2 separate regions of the Mus musculus genome follow, and region 1 is linked to region 2. The links are chromatin contacts, called in public promoter capture Hi-C maps. All regions are on one chromosome and are shown on one strand. Each heading gives the region's core, a stretch centred on a gene start, on an enhancer-like site or on the middle of the called end of the contact. The rest is flanking DNA. Distances are from core to core; before and after follow the strand shown.

Region 1 (2,925 bases), core at 100-2,599, 71 kb after region 2:
CCTCTAGAAGCCAACGTAAAGAGATGCAGAGACGCACAGCTAAACATTAGATGGAGCTCAGGGAATCTTATAGAAGAGTTGGGGGAAAGAACTGAGGGCCTGAAGAGGACAGGGATTTCATAAGAAGACCAACAGTGGCAACTAACCTGGACCCTTGGGCTCCAACCAAAGAGCATGCATGGGCCGGACCTACCACCTGCACATATGCAGCAGATGTGCAGCTTGGACTTCATGCAGGTCCACCAACTAGAGCAGGTTTGTCCCTTAATCTGTTGCCTGCCTGCCTATGGATCCCGGTCCCCTAACTGGGCTCCCTTGTCTAGCCTCAGTGGGAAAAGATGCACCTAGTCCTGCAGTGACTTGATTTGCAGTGGGTGATACCTAGAAGGGGTTCCCCTTTTCAAAGAAGAGGGGGAGGTAGGAATGGGGGGGAAGGATCTACCTGAGAGGGGTACTGGGACAAGACAGAGGGTTGGTATTGGGATGTAAAGGAAATAAACACATTTAATCTTTTAGAAAAGGGAAAAAGAAAAAAAGCCAAGCTGGTGGCTTGGTTTAGAGACAAGATCAACATTTTCCACAACCAGGCTGAGAGATGCCAGCACACAGAAGGCCCTAACTCAGGGGCTGGAGAGATGGCTCTTCAGTTAAGAGCACAGGCTGCTGCTTTTACAAAAGACCTAGATTCAATTCCCAGCTTCCATATGGGAGCTCACAACTGTCTATAAGTCCAGTTCTAGAAGATCTGACACCCTCACACAGACAGACATGCGGACCAAAAAAGTGAAGTGTAGGCTGTAAACGACCTGCCCTGAAGCACAAAGTGCCCACAACAACCCACTAATAGCTCTGCTCTTTCTAGAAAACTTTCCTTAGGAGCCTGCATCTTCATAAACATGGGAGGCCCTGCCAGGTGCTGGGGGATGGGGGCTGAACAGAGGCGCAATGGGGAAATTCCATGACTTAACTTCTGGAAACTCCCAGAGGAACGACTGTCTACGCGTTACTGTTTGTTTAGCTTGGGTCTAACGGGTGAGAGGTTCAAGGGCACGGACTTACTTACCTCGGCAAGCAATCCCTTGACCGTCAATGGTCTGTCTGCACACTCCACAGACTCTGGGCTTTTTAAAGTCCTTTTTCTTAAAGTTGTGCGGACACGTGGTAAATTCTCCCGGCTGGAAGAGTAAAGGAGGAAACTGTCAGAGCTTTAGCTCTTGCATCTTTTTCTTTTTTTGTTTAAGGTCTTTCTCGGGAGATAATAAATCTAGTGAGCTTTGCACACAGCCGAAAGAGGAGCTTTACCAAGCCAACTCCAGTTCCCTGAGCCAGAGAATGGCATTCTGGAATCCAGAGGGCAGCTCGCCCTCTCTCAGTAGGCGCATCTCCTAGGAGGGCATGAGGACTGAGACATTAGGCAGCCACCCAGGTGATAATGCACTGCTTGCAGCTAGCAGGCTTACATCATCCACTACAGTAGCAAAGTAGCCATACACCCTTCCAGACTCTCAAGGCGCTTCTAGAATAAAGGACTATCCAAGAGCAAACAAGTTAAAGCTCACTGCGTAGTTTCCCCCTCAAAGATGTCCCTAACTATCCACTAAGGTTCTGACTTCTCAGGCCAGTGGGCTAGGTGTGTTGTTCTGCAGAAAGGAAGGCCCTGGCACGAGCCAGGGATGGACACACACACACAAACACACACACACACACACACACACACACGCACACACTGCCTCCTTAACCTTGATGGCAAGCGTTAGTATAAGGACATTAACTCTCATCTACCAAGTTCCTGTTGGTAGAGTCTGCTCTCAGAGCCTCTATGTGAGGCCCTTAAAAGATCATTCACTGTTTTAAAAACAGCTTGTTTGCTGCTGACAGTCCACGCATGATCTAATAACCATGTGGATATTAGTCAACGTCAACACACACACACACACACACACACACACACACACACACACACACGAGGGGGGGGGGGGGCTTCTGCTCTCTCACCAGGATCATTTAAATTTACTGAGAAAGTAAAATGCATCGTTTATCTCCTGTTCTCAGTAACAACTACTTTGGAGGAAAAAAAAAGTTTGATAATTTCTTAGAAGCTTTCCAAAGTATGACAAGGTAATTTAAAAAGGACCTGCGGCTGGGCTGCAGGCAGTGCTTTACTTTCTGAACAGACCCCAGCCCCCACACAGTATGGCCAATGACTTTTCGAGACAGGGTTTCTCTGTGTAGTCCTGGCTGTCCTGGAACTCACTCTGTAGACCAGGCTGGCCTCGAACTCAGAAACCCACCTGCCTCTGCCTCCCGAGTGCTGGGATCAAAGCCGAGCGCCACCACTGCCCGGCCTTAGACTAATGTTTCTAACACTTAAAAAACTGTCCCAATGCTGGGCAGTGTGGTGGTGGCACACACCCTTGATCCTGACACTCCAGAAGCAGAGGCAGGTGGATTTCTGTGAGTTGAAAGCCAGCCTGGTCTACAAAAAGAATCCCAGGACAGCTAAGGCCACACAGAGGAACCTTGTCTCGAAAAACCAAACTGAACCAAACCAACAACAACAAAAGAGAAAAACAAAAACAAAAAACAAAACAACAACAACAAAAAAAAACCTGTCCGAAACAAGAAATAACCTAACTATATATAATAAGGATGGATTTTTTTTTTCAAAAATGTTGGAAAAACACAGAGGTGCATACTCTCTGTACCAGTACATGGGTAGTAAGTTCTAAGATGCTTGCCACCACATCTGAGTCAACAGAAGCAAGAAGAGTCACCGAGTGCACTGCAGGGGGGAGGGAGGACCCTGAAGGAGCGCAGATGAAGCGTACAAGGAAGGTGAGAGATACAGATCTGAATAAAAATCCTAGGAGGATGTTCGGACCTAGTTTTAAGGACCTCAGGCGATGTGAAACAGCATGACAGCAT
Region 2 (3,074 bases), core at 552-3,051:
CAAGCTACCTCTCAGACTAAGTGAACCTATCACGCATGGACAGAACACCCCACCAACAGCAACAGAACGTGCTTCAAGGTCACAAGGAACAGCCACAAGAAACCACAAAGCAAGTCCCAACAGAGTTAAGCCTGAGATCCTATCAAGTATCTTTTCTGACCACCATCCTATGAAAGCATAATTCTGAGTGGGGTGGTAGGGAGGTGGACTTGTAAAACTCTCAAATATGTAGAAGTTAAGCAACATGTTACTGAACAGCAATTCAGTCAAACAAGGACTTGAAATGAAAACTTAAAAATATATTGGGGCTGGCGAGATGGCTCAGTGGTTAAGAGCGCCGACTGCTCTTCCGAAGGTCCCGAGTTCAAATCCCAGCAACCACATGGTGGCTCGCAACCATCCGTAACGAAATCTGATGCCCTCTTCTGGAGTATCTGAGGGCAGCTACCGTGTACTTACATTAAATAAATAAATAAATATTTAAAAAAATATATATATTGAGACGTGGGCTGGAGAGATGGCTCAGTGGTTAAGAGCACTGATTGGTCTTCCAGAGGAACAGGGTTCGATTCCCAGCACCTACATGCTGGCTCACAATCATCTGAAAATTCGGTTTCAGAATATTAGATGTCTTTTTCTGGTTTCCCCTAGCATCAGGCATGCATGTGGTTCACAGACATACATTTAGGTAAAACACCCATACACATAAAATAAATTAACATGAGACAACTACAATGGAAAAACACACATTAAAATGTATCAGATTTAACAAAGGCAGTACTAAGAGAGGGTTTATAGCAATAAGCATCCATATCTAGAAAGAAAGGAAATATCTCAAATGAAGATCTTAATTTATACTTCAAGTAACTAGGAAAAGGCCAAACTAGACCCAAAGTTAATATAAGAGAAAAAATAGAGAACAGAATAAAACAGAGAATCAGAAAATAAAATGGTCAACAAAACTGACTGTTTTGTTTGTTTGTTTGTTTGCTTGCTTGCTTGCTTGCTTGCTTGCTTGCTTGCTTGCTTGCTTTTAAGGTAAAATAAAATCAGCAAACCTTTGGCTAAGATTAAAAGGAAAGAAGACTCAAAAATTCAGAAATGAAAGGGAGCCACCACAGTCAACAGCACAAAACACAACAGCTCTGCAGGGCTCCTCCGGACAGCTGCAGACACACAAAGTGGACAGCCAGAAGTCCCCCAACACTCACAACTGCCCCAAGAGAAAATCCCAACAAGGTAAGGGGATCCAGTCACTACCAAATCTCCCATCAGGGAGACTGTACCAAACATGTAAAGAAATGAAGGCAATCCTAAAGCTCTCCAAGAAATTTGAGGACAAGGGACTCTGCCACACTCATTTTAAAAGGCCAGCCAAGTATCCCAATGTTATGCCTCCGCATATAAGCAGGCTTCACAGCATGGTGCAGGTACAAGTTCTCCATGCTGCAGTGAATGTGAACACCTGAGGGTGAGGGAGGGAGAGGGGTGTGCACGCCTCACTACTGTCAGACTCTAAGTGTGAACTCCGTAAGAATTTTCACCTTCTAACCAGCTCACAGGTTATAGGAAAACATGGTAGGTGGGATCCACTCTGAGCCATACACTCTCAGGGTGGGAAACAGCCTCTGGCATTTCCACAGTTCTGTTCCAAGGCTCAAAAGGGGTAAAAAGTGGAAGAACACTCCCACAGGAAGCACAGCCTCTTTCACGTTGGAGCTGGCTTGAGTTACAACCATTGTAACACAGGAGAGCAGCTACCGCAGTCCAGCTCTAGCCTGCCTCTGCCCTAGTGGAGACAAGTCTGGCTATTAGTCATTCCGGGCATCTGTAAAAGGGAGCACTCATTGTGCAAAGCAAGCAGATTCCAGCCCTGCTGCCGTGATGACGGTGAACCTTGGATGGCACCAGCAACCACAATTTCAAATTAAAAGCTTACCTCTCAAGGCACATTTTCTGGGTATTTCAAAAGTAGTTTAAAGCAACGAGTGCTCTATGGTAAGTAATGAAAGGAAAACATCAGAAGCCCATAAACTGGACAAAGAGAGCCCAGAATCACTTACGGAAGGCGGGAGGGTAAAATATCTAGGTGGTGTTTTCATCTTTGGTGATCCATGTGTTTTCAATCATATTACAATTCATTTCAACTTCACTAATACTCAAAATTAACAAGTACAGAATCGAATGGATAGAAGGGAGCTTTAAAAAGTCCAGAAACACCAGAAACCTCAGACCTATAAATTCTAAAGACAACCTGAGGATTGGGGGTTCTTTTTAGTTTCTTCGTCAGCTTCTTAGTTTTTAAGGATGAATAGGAAATCTAAAAGGTATACCTTCATGGAACATGTCACACCAGGTGACAGGTATCCTGTAAACTCGGTGGCTTCAAGGAAAATCAGTTGGTGCCTGTGAGCAGCCTGATCTAATCCACGTGGCCCCGTAAGCGCTGGAAGCCCAGTGGGAACCCAGAGGCTGTGGGAGCAGGAACACTCACCCTGCAGTGGATGACGACCACATGCTGGGGGTCGTTGTTCAGCCAGGACTCCTGAGCCTTACATATAGTGCACATCTTGTCAAGAGGAGGTGCATGCAGCTCGGGCCAGCCCACATCCATGATCTGCAAGACAGAGAAGAGAGGTGCCTTGATTTCCACCTCCTGGGCCCTTCTGTGGTAATCTCATAGTGACATAATCCACTCCTCAGTCACAGGGGATGCTGGGTAGACCTCTTCTGAAAGCTAATGAGCTCATGGCCAGTTAGTTTCCTTTATAGGAACGAAAATGCAGGCTACCACGTTGCCTGCAGACCACACCTCAACCAGGCGCTGGTCTGCACCTTTGCAGCTGGGTGACAATTCTATAGAAGCCTTTTAGAGGCGTTAAAATAGTTCAGAGTTTACTGTAAAAGAATCTAGGACCCCAAGATCTTTAGTTTTGTTTTTGTTTTTTTTTTTTTTTTAAACAGAGTCTGTGGCCCACAATGCTGTCAAGTATTACCCACTCAAGCTAAAAAGGAGTCTGGCAATACAGTGAACTCAGTGTTTCCCATGCTATGCAGACCACACATCAAGGACA

What was found. Capture Hi-C pulls out chosen DNA fragments and counts their contacts.
Region 1: a contact with region 2 is called in a promoter capture Hi-C map of pancreatic islet. The contact joins two enhancer-like sites. A contact is called at or near these places in 18 of 484 Hi-C or Micro-C datasets (the 63-12 cell line, the C2C12 cell line, the HPC-7 cell line and 12 more), 9 of 115 datasets of contacts at active chromatin or transcription factors (bone marrow-derived macrophages, cardiomyocytes, craniofacial prominence and 5 more) and 3 of 9 other capture datasets (adipose tissue, liver and pancreatic islet).

What each region holds. Positions count from the first base shown.
Region 1 is chr11:8,614,677-8,617,601 of GRCm38.p6, forward strand. Tns3 (tensin 3) reads right to left here. Exons shown (of 31, transcript NM_001083587.1): 2 at 1,064-1,175. Among named protein-coding and RNA genes, the nearest start is that of Tns3, 48 kb to the right of the region's middle. Within about 2 kb of position 1,350, at least 21 of the 459 cell types and tissues checked have an H3K27ac peak or open chromatin away from gene starts, as enhancers often do. A contact at or near this core is called in pancreatic islet, where this site is marked.
Region 2 is chr11:8,542,735-8,545,808 of GRCm38.p6, forward strand. Tns3 (tensin 3) reads right to left here. Exons shown (of 31, transcript NM_001083587.1): 8 at 2,495-2,617. Among named protein-coding and RNA genes, the nearest start is that of Tns3, 120 kb to the right of the region's middle. Within about 2 kb of position 1,802, at least 37 of the 459 cell types and tissues checked have an H3K27ac peak or open chromatin away from gene starts, as enhancers often do. A contact at or near this core is called in pancreatic islet, where this site is marked.